Regions from separate parts of the Capsicum annuum genome. Here region 1 is linked to region 2. Evidence: chromatin contacts called from public Hi-C data. All regions are on one chromosome and are shown on one strand. Each heading gives the region's core, a stretch centred on a gene start, on an enhancer-like site or on the middle of the called end of the contact. The rest is flanking DNA. Distances are from core to core; before and after follow the strand shown.

Region 1 (5,526 bases), core at 110-2,609, 41 kb before region 2:
GTGTATTTTTAGAGAATCTGACACAGGTGCAGCAACATTTTTGAAGAGTACGAACAACATAAAACATTAGCATATAAGAAAGAATACATACGATCTATGCGGTAACTGGTCGTAAACCCAAATTAAGGAGGACGGTTAAGGTACATGGACTGCCAGCATAAAGATAGTCTAATCATGATGAATCCTCTCCACACGGAATTTGTGGAATAGAGCGGATAGATACCCAACGTTCATAACGCGGACCCTAACTAGTTTAGATCAAGTTTTAATTCATTGATTAATAAGTTTACACACAAACATACTAAAGTTTCAAGTTTTTTCCACAATAGAGCAGAAATGATTAGCAGTCAGCAGTACATCATACATACATAATCAACCAAAAAAACATACTTCAGCTATTAAAATCCTAAATTTAGTTCAGTCAACCATCAACATTACTTCCTCCGTTCACTTTTAATTGTCACACTTCATTTTTCCAAGAGTCAAACTACATGCTCTCTGACCAACATTTTAAAGTGTAATTTTTTAAATTATATTAATACGAAAAGGATTGCAACTTATAGTATTTTTCATATAATTATCAAACACCTAAATTAAAAATGTTGAATTAATCTAATACTCCTTCTATTCATTTTTACTTGTCACATTTTGCTTTACGAAAGTCAATTTAACTAAACTTTGAAGCTAAATTGAAGTAGATTAATTTAATATTTAAAATTAAAAATTCAGAAAATATACAAAAAATACTATAAGTTGCAATCTTCTTATATTAATATGATGAAAAATTCATCTTACAATGTTATATCAAAATTTATATAGTTTGACTCTCGAGAAGCTTACGGCGACAACTAAAAACATTCAAAATTAGTCAAACTGACTCTCGTAAAGCGTAAAGCGAAAAGTAACAAGTAAAAATGAACTAAATTCATAGTCTTTCATCACTCAATCACATCAATTTCGTAATTTTTCCCCCACTTACTTCTCAATAAAATTCTAAACAAATGCAAAAATCTCCAAAATATATAAATATATATTAAAAAAATCATATTAATTCAAAAAAAAAAGACAAAATATAAAATTAAATTACACAAAAAAAAATCAAATCAATTATACCTCAAGCCCAGCGCCTTCGTTACGGAGAGATTTAATGCCTTCAATGTTTCCATAATTAACTTGTTGATATAGAAGCTCGTCTTTCGATTGTTGCTGCCCCATATTATGATTATGAAAAAAGAATAAGAATTGAAGAAAATTAACAAAATATTTTCCTCTTTATATTTTGGGGGAAAATTATTGAGGAAAGAGAAAGTTTTTTCTGACTTTAAAATTACGCGGTTGGGTGTTGGAAATTTGTGGGGCGGGGGGGCCGAAATAATAAATATTTCCTCCCTTTCATATTATTTTAATTTTAAAATACATGTCACCTTCCACGACAATTAATGAGAAGAGATCACTTTATTTTCACTGGGATTTGTCAATATAATTTGTAATATTTTGATTCTTGAAGTTAATTTAATTAATTATTTCAAATTAAATTAAATTAATTAAATTATAACTTTTTACAAATTAATATAATGAAAAATAAATTTTAAAATATTAATCAAAGCTGATACCATTCAAATCAAAAAGAAAACTATATAACAAGTAGTACTATTTTCATATCAAAAAGAAAACTATATAACAAGTATTATTTTCATAACAAATACTATTTTCATATCATTTTCAAAACTTTAAATTTAATTACTATTATTTATTATTAAAAAGGTAAAACATAATAAATTTTTTATTTATCAAACTAAATAAAAAATAAAATATTTATTTTATATAGAGGTCAAATAAAATTTAACGAATCATTACGAGGAAATGAGGGGGCTTGCTTAATTAACAAGGATTGGAGAAGTAGATAAACTAATACATCTAGATGACGATGGTTTTGCACTTTTAGTCCCTCTATTTTTTATTTTTATTTTTTTGGAAAATTTTAGACAGAGACTGCATTAATTAAGGGTGTGTTTGGTACGAAGGATTTTTCAGTTTTCTCCTGTTTGATTGACTTACAGGTTTTGGAAAATATTTTTTAAATCAACTCATTTTTCTTAAAATTAAGGAAAATGACTTCCCTTCAAAAAGTAAGGAAAACATTTTTTAAAACTCTCTTTCAACATTACTATTAAATTGAAATATTCATATAACTCTCAAAATCACTCATTCATACTCCGACCCTTAATATCCCACCCCAATCCCCACCCCACCCCCACCCCCTACCATTTAAAACTTTTTTCTTATCCCACCCTTTTTATCATATTCATTCTCAGTCTTTTTGTTAAATATATACAAATATTTTTAGAAAACACACTTATCGTCACGCCAACGGTGATGACTCGGCAAAATCGATATTTATGATTATTTCATTCGTGTTGAATTAATTATATTTAAGAATAAAAATAAGTTTGAAAAAAAAAATATTTTTCTAGAAAAATCACCAACTTTAAATGGTCACTACTTTAATCTTCAAATCAAAATAAAAATACGAAATAACCGAACCGAATCTGTAAAAACCAAATCAAACCAAACCGAAATAATTTTGGTTTGGTTATGATTGTTATTTTCGTCAATCCAAAAACCAAAAAAAACGTACCGATATTCAACAATCAAACCGAACAAACTAAATGCTCACCTCTAAATATAAGTAAGAAACAACTTATTTTTTTAGAAAATATTTCTCCTCCTTCATATCGAACACACCCCAAAAAATATTTTTTGAGATCAAAAAATATTTTTCTAAAATGTATTTTTATGATTTAGCTAAAGATTAAAATGTATTTTTTGACAGTTATTTTTTCATTTTCCAACCAAACATTACAAAATATTTTCCAAAAAATATTTTCCATCCATCAACCAAACATAGGAAAACAAGTAAGAAATTAACTTGTTTTTCAAGAAAAAAATTTCTAGGAAAACATTTTCCTTCATAGCAAACACACCCTAAGTGACTTCAAATTCATCGAAATTTCAATGAAATTCGATCTCCTTTTATTTTGGGAAAAAGGCTAAATTATTTATCACTCTTTATTTATTTTTTTCTTTTTGACTAACAAAAATCCAATAGGAAATTGGGAGCTTTGACCGGATTAGAATCTTGAAACACTATAATTTAATATGCTAATTTTATCTTTTTAAAGGAAAAAATGACTGAACTTACTAGTCTACTTTAATTATATTTAAAATTACCTTCGACTTTATCTTATTACAAGTTTAGTAGATTTCTTTCCTCTCTATGTAAGACTAGAGTGCATGGCCCGTGTCAGCACGAGGCAACACTATAAACATTTTTTAGTATTAATATTCGATATTGATGAGATACAAATATAAATGTATATTGATTTAAAACGATAATTTTTTAAATAATAACTATTTGACGGTACTCAATAAGGAGTGAACTTTTAGTATGATGTGTCATGTAATCGAGTTATTTTGATTGTTTGATGATAAGATTGAGACCTGTTACAAAATATAGAAAAGATGTAGAATTAATATTCAGAGGATTATTTCATACAAAAACTGAAACAAAAGATACTTCAATTAACAACAAAGTCTTTGATCATCTTCTCAAAGATGATTATGGTTGAAGCAGCTCCAACAAACATGTCATAAACGTATTTTTTCTTGTTTTAATTAAATATTATTAATTTTCTAATACATAAATGACTTATAATAATAATTAGGGGTGGGATAGTAAAATCACGGCACAGCTCTTGAAGCAGCCATGTCGAAACTAATGTTTTAATTAAATATTATGAATTTTTTAATACATAAATGACTTATAATAATTAATTAGGGGTGATACAGTAAAATCATGGTTGAAGGAGTTCAACTTAATTTAATACAAGAGTTAATTTATTATTTTTTGTCTATTTTATTTTTTAAAAAATATGATTAAATTTTTGACACTTAGATGACTCATACTAATTAATTATAAGCGATATTTAGCAAAATTATGGTTGAAGGAGTTGCAACAGACATGCCATTGATTTTTTTTAATTAAATATTATTAATTTTTAAATACATAAATGCCTTATAATGATTAATTAGGTATGATATAGTAAAAATCACGGTTAAAGCAGTTTAAACAAACGTCATAAATATCTATTTTTTATTATATATTATTAATTCTAATATATAAATGACTTACAATAATTAATTAGGGGTAATATAATAATTTTTTTTTATTAATTCTAATATATAAATGACTTATAATAATTAATTCAGGGTAATAGTAAATCACAGAGCAATTAGGGATGATATAGGCAGACATGTCATCTATTTTTTAATTAAATATTATTAATTTTTTAATACATAAATAACTTATAATAATTAATTAGGGATGATATAGTAAAATCACGGTTAAAGCAGTTTAAACAAACGTCATAAATATCTATTTTTAATTAAATATTATTAATTTTAATATATAAATGGCTTATAATAATTAATTAGGGGTAATATAATAAAAAATATTATTAATTCTAATATATAAATGACTTATAATAATTAATTAGCGGTAATATAATAAATCACTAAGCAATTATGGTAATATAGTAAATGACGAAGCAACTGATTTTTTTAATTAAATATTATTAATTTTTAATACATAAATGAGTTATAATAATCAATTAGGGATGATATAGTAAAATCACGGTTAAAGCAACTGAAACAAACGTCATAAATACATATTTTTTAATTAAATAATATTAATTCTAATAAATAAATAATTTATAATAATTAATTAAGGATAATATAATAAAAAAATATTATTAATTCTAATATATAAATGACTTATAATAATTAATTAGGGGTAATATAGTAAATCGCAGAGCAATTAGGGGTAATATAGTAAATGACAAAGTAGCTGATTTTTTTAATTAAAATTATTAATTTTTTAATACATAAATGACTTATAATAATTAACCAGGGATGATATAGTAAAATCACGGTTAAAGCAGTTGAAACAAACGTCATAAATATCTATTTTTAAATTAAATATTATTAATTCTAATATATTAATGACTTATAATAATTAATTAGGGTAATGTAGTAAAAGAATATTATTAATTCTTATATATAAATGACTTATAATAATTAATTAGTGGTGGTATAATAAATCACGAAGAAATTAGGGGTAATATAGTCAGACATGTTATCTATTTTTTAAATTAAATATTATTAATTTTTTAATACATAAATGACTTACAATAATTAATTAGGGATGCTATAGTAAAATCACGATTAAAGCAGCTGAAACAAACGTTATAAATATTTTTTTTAATTAAATATTATTAATTATAATATATAAATAACTTATAATAATTAATTAGGGGTAATATAATAATCACGGTGCAATTAGGGGTAATATAGGCAGGCATGTCATCTATTTTTTAAATTAAATATTATTAATTTTTAATACATAAATGACTTATAATAATTAATTGGGGATGATATAGTAAAATTACGGTTAAAGCAGCTGCAACA
Region 2 (5,165 bases), core at 1,830-4,329:
TTTTTATTCTTAAAATTTGTGGTCTTAAGTGTATCATATACGCTGAATTAAAGAATTGCTAAGTATACAAAATGAAATTTTCTTAAATGAATTAAAAAAAGAAAGTCGAATAAAAAACTAACTGAACAAATATTGAATAAAACAGTACCTGAAGATTCACAACTAATTGAATAATTATTCCAGAAGGATATATTCGACCTAATATTGAAACAGAGGAAGTACCAAATAATAACTTATTAATTCAGTCACACCTCTTTATAAGAATCATTTTATATATGACAACATTTCATGATAATAACAAACTTTTTTTAGAATCAATTTTTCATGTTATATTATATTTGAAGGTAAAACAAGTTGTCTCCTCCATAATGCTCTCCCAGTTGTGATGCAAAGTAAGTTGTTCCATTAAAAAAGGTGCTCATAATTATATTCGATTATTAGCACAAACAAATCGAATAGAATTAACACTTTAAATGAATTGCTGATGAAGATTTAACTGTTAAAAACCAAATTAAAATCCACCAAAGTAACATGTCTTATCTTGTAATACATTTAAAGAACATATCCACAAGATTTGTAGGCACCTTAGGTAGCCAAAATCAACTTATCGAAAACATGCATATATTTGTCCCAAAGTTTAAAAGTTGTCGTTTCAATTTGTTTTTAGATAACGGTCAAAAATACATTTGAATAATTAATATTTTCGTAAGTTTCACACTTTAATTATCAATTGTTGTGTATATAGTGATATATAATTCAAGTAGCAAAAGGGAACAGATGATAGTTAGTTAGCTTCAGCCTTTGAGGAGTATTTTTAATATGTAGATTGTCATATAGTTAAGTGAGAAAAGGGAATACTTGATTATTGAGGTGTGAAATTCGCGAAAAATGTGATAGTTCAAATTTATATTTTACCACTAACTCATTTGTTTTCCTTTTCCTTCAGGAAATTAAAACATTCATATTTTATCAGATAGTAGAGATTTTATTCAGTCTCCTCTCTACCTCACCGAGATGATGGTAAAATTTGCGTACACTTTACCCTTCGCAGACCTCATTTATGAGATTTTTCGTATGTTATTGTTGTTGTTTGTAGAGACTCTAAAATTCAACTAAAAAGAAAAAGAACTACCAAGAGAAGTATAATCTCCAAAAATTGCAAATTACAGAGAAAAGCAGGTTTTTTTTTGGAGGGTGGGGAAATATAAAGTTGGATTTAGAATAAACTTGGGTTATAAAAGATTTTTTCTATCATAAACATGGATAGAAAAAGATATTGGTCAATCAAATTCAGTAAGTTTGATTCAGACTCCATTTATGTAGTAACTTACTAATCTCTAACTTAGTAGAATTCGATAAAATTTAAATTCTAAAATTAATATTTGCTAATATCTGTAGAAACAATTCTCATTTTACATACAAAAAAAAATTAATCCCTCCCGAGGAGGTCCCATCTTTCTTGTTCTCTTCGTAACTCAAACGCATAATTTTCAGATTAAAAGAGGGGTGTTTATCATCCGAGCAACTCCCTCTTGTCGATTTACATAGAATTACTTAGAGCAATTTTGATTTTTTCCTTTTAAAAAAAATGAATAATTGATTTAGAAAGGAGGCAGTAGTAGAGATTGTTATTCCTGGACAAGTGGCAAAGGCCCAAAATCTCACATTGCAAGTTCTACAAGCCCATTTAAAAGTAGAAGCCCACTCTAATATGATCGATAAAGTTTACGTTTCTTCCTTAAAAATAACTCGAAAACCCTCCTTAAACGCGCTAGATCACGAATATAACCGACTTACGCCATGAGCCGTTCTGATGATAGGTGCCACTTGAACACAACCACCTTTCTATGGCGAATTATTATATCGGCTTTTGGTTAAACTTCTTGCATCAATTTTATTCAGTCGCCCCTTACAAGTGCAATGTACATCACCGGCTTAAGCCATGAGCCTTTTTTATTTTATGGTAAGAGCCTAACAAATTATGACATCGACTCGACCACTTGGACCAATCTCAGGAAGCAAATCACTTGCAATCAACAACATCGACTCGGGTCATGGGCATTTATCCATTGAACCCATCCTCGTAGATATTTGGGCTTGGCCCATGAGTTTTTGGACATTCAAATGGGCTCGTAAAAATCTTTTGTATTGGACTTTAGGACTGGCCCAATATAGTATATCCAATCCATTATAATCCACCGACGAAATTGAACAGAAATTGACAGCTTTGTTGATGTAATTTTCTTTCATAACGCGTTATGCAACTTGTAGTCCTTAATTAAGATAATATTATATTTACTGTTTACTTAATATATATTATCAAATTAAATAATTTTTATATCATTATATCCTTTTTACATATTGTACGAGGTAACTTATCTTACCTTTAAATTTAAGAAAACTTCTATTATCTGTAAGTAGCATTTGAACAACCTGAGGATATTTAAAAAATTATATATATATGAATGTTGTATGAAACTTAAACTCTTATTTTGTATATCTGATGATTGAAGAGTTGGTTTGATAAATAAAATGTCACATCAAAGTTTGTCAAAGTTGAAAAAGAAGAAGTATAAAAATGAATGATTCAAATAGGCTGAATACATATACAGGCCCTTCAACTATTCAACTTTTTTCGTATAGACATCCCAATTAAGGCACGTACCTATTGAACCCTTTATTCCTTCATAAAATGTGTCAATTGAGCCCAATCGCTGACATAATGCTGATATGGCATGGCATGTGTAATACACTCTCCAAATGGAGAGTGAGAAGCCACAATTAATAAGAACATTAAATATTAAAGAAAAACAATAAAAAAAAGACACATAAAATAATTAAAAAAACACATAAAAGAAATAAAAAGTTATCATCTTCTTCTCCATTGTCAAACTGCCATAATCTTCCTCTTCAATAAATCTTAAACATAACATTTTATTTCTTCAAATTGAATTCGAAATTAATGATTTTTTTGTATACAATATAATTCAATCAATGGTTTTTTCTTTCCCTGCCTTCCCTTCTACCAATCGCGAATAGTTCATCTTCAATTACCTAAATTCAAATATCCAAAATACACTAATTTTATTCACTTCTAACACTTGCTCTATGAATTTCAGAATAATAAAATCGATTCAGCAGATTTTGTGTGTGTACTAGGTGAGGAAGAAAACAATACAGCCTACAGGGAAAACAAAATTTCCCATTATTTACGTAGAACTTCCATAGCTTCACAAAACTTCAAAAAAAAAAAAGAAAGAAAAGGCCCATCATTTATATGATTTATCAAAGTCAGTACCAAAATCATAAAAATTTGGTGATTTTCCGGGATTTTTTCCCTTTTTGATTTTTGATCCATAAACAAAACCAGCTGCAGATTTTATCAAAGAATTCAAGATTTCCATCTTTATTTGTCCCCTTCTTGGTAGTGGAGGAAATGGAGATGAAAATGAGAAATTAACGAAATCGAAGTGGGAAAATGGAATAACAAAATGTTTCTATCTTTTACTGCTACAATTTAACTAACACTTTAAAATTCATTATTTTTTTCATTTGAAATTGTTGTTTGGTATTATTTTGGTGGAGAAATGAAGGAGTGAAGTGAAGATGGGGAAGATGGATATTGTTGGATATTATTGGATATCGACGGAATCAAAATACTTCAATGGTGGGGAAAGGAGTATTGACGGAATCAAAGTGCATGGTGGAAAAGGAGTATCTATGGAAGAAGAAGATACTTTGTTTTTTTTTTAGTTCTGTTGTACTTTGGTTTTTTTTTAAGTTCTGTTGCTTTTGGAAAGGAAGGAAGAGAAAGGGAAGGGGGGGGCGAGGGAGGGGGGGTTAAGGATTGCGTAGGGTTGTAGTGCCGAGGTGCGGGGCAGTTAATGTTTTTTTTTTTAATTTAGATTTAATTATGTTAAAAATTTATTTTTATAATTATTTTAAATTAAAATGTCACATGTCGTTATTTAATTCGTCACTTTGGCACATCATCAGCGTGCGTGTTACACGCATTTTACATTTTTTGCCACGTCAGTAAATTGGGTTCAATTAAAACTATTTGTGAATAAGTAAAGGGTTCAATAGATACCTGACTTAATTGAGATATCTATAAGAGAAAAGTGAAATAGTTCAGGAACTTGTATATGTATTCCGTCTTCCAAACATTATTCTACAATGTCACAAAATAGAAAAATGTTACTACTATGATTGAAAAGGTGGAAGTCAAGTAGGGCAAATAAATATGTGAAAAGAATTTAAATTTTATTTTACCTACTAAGGAGTAAAACTTTTTTTTACACATTCTACCATTTAAGTAATTTCTATAATTGTGTACTCACTTTTTGGGGTTATCAAACAGTATTTTTTATCAATATAGATTGTGATGGAATGGTTGTAATTTTCATTCTTTACTAGACGTCTCAGATTTAAGCCCTTGAAAAAAAAAAAAGTTCTATTTAAAGCGCCACCACTCAAAATGGACGTGAATTTTAATTCATTCGAGTCTCAATACGGACATTGGACAATATATATATATATATATATCAATCTATTATTGATATTTAAGTAATTTCATAGTATCAAGATCCGTCGGCACATAAAATAATAATTCTTTGATATATATCACTTTCAACTTTTTATATCTTTCCCTTTCATAATAACACCAATGATTTTACTTTTACTATTCGACAAGTTTGCTTATATTGTCGGCTTCAGTTGTTTTAATCATTTACTGTATTATTTCTAATTATTTCTAATTAATTAGTATAAATTATTTAAGTGTTAAAAAATTAATAATATTTAATAAAATAAAAAATTATCTCTTGATGTTTTATGCTATCTTTTTCTGCTTCAATTGTAATTTTACTATATCACTCTTAATTAATTATTATGAGTCATATAAGTATTATAAAATTAATATATTTTTAAAAAAAAAAATAAACTAAACATAAAATGATAAATTAACTCTTGATATTTTAAATTAACTTGTTGTCTTATATGAGACCCATTTAAATTTTTTTCATAAATATTTTTTATAATAATTTTATTATATCACTTCCAGTTAGTTGTTGTAAGTCATTTAAGGCATGTCTACTTCGTCGTTTCAATCGTGATTTTATTATATCAGCCCTAATTAATTTTTATGGTCATCTAAGCATTAGAAA

What was found. Hi-C and Micro-C count contacts between places; a contact is called where the count stands out from the background.
Region 1: a contact with region 2 is called in a Hi-C map of bud, with 2.2 times the contacts expected there. The contact joins the promoter of LOC107864186 here to the enhancer-like site in region 2. A contact is called at or near these places in 2 of 5 Hi-C or Micro-C datasets (bud and leaf).

Annotation. Positions count from the first base shown.
Region 1 is chr3:14,206,938-14,212,463 of UCD10Xv1.1, reverse strand. LOC107864186 (putative E3 ubiquitin-protein ligase XBAT35) reads right to left here and starts at 1,359. Exons shown (of 11, transcript XM_016710475.2): 1 at 1,114-1,359. The coding sequence starts at 1,215.
Region 2 is chr3:14,167,570-14,172,734 of UCD10Xv1.1, reverse strand. No RefSeq gene overlaps it. Among protein-coding and RNA genes, the nearest start is that of LOC107866464, 15 kb to the left of the region's middle. Within about 2 kb of position 3,079, at least 5 of the 5 cell types and tissues checked have an H3K27ac peak or open chromatin away from gene starts, as enhancers often do. A contact at or near this core is called in bud and leaf, where this site is marked.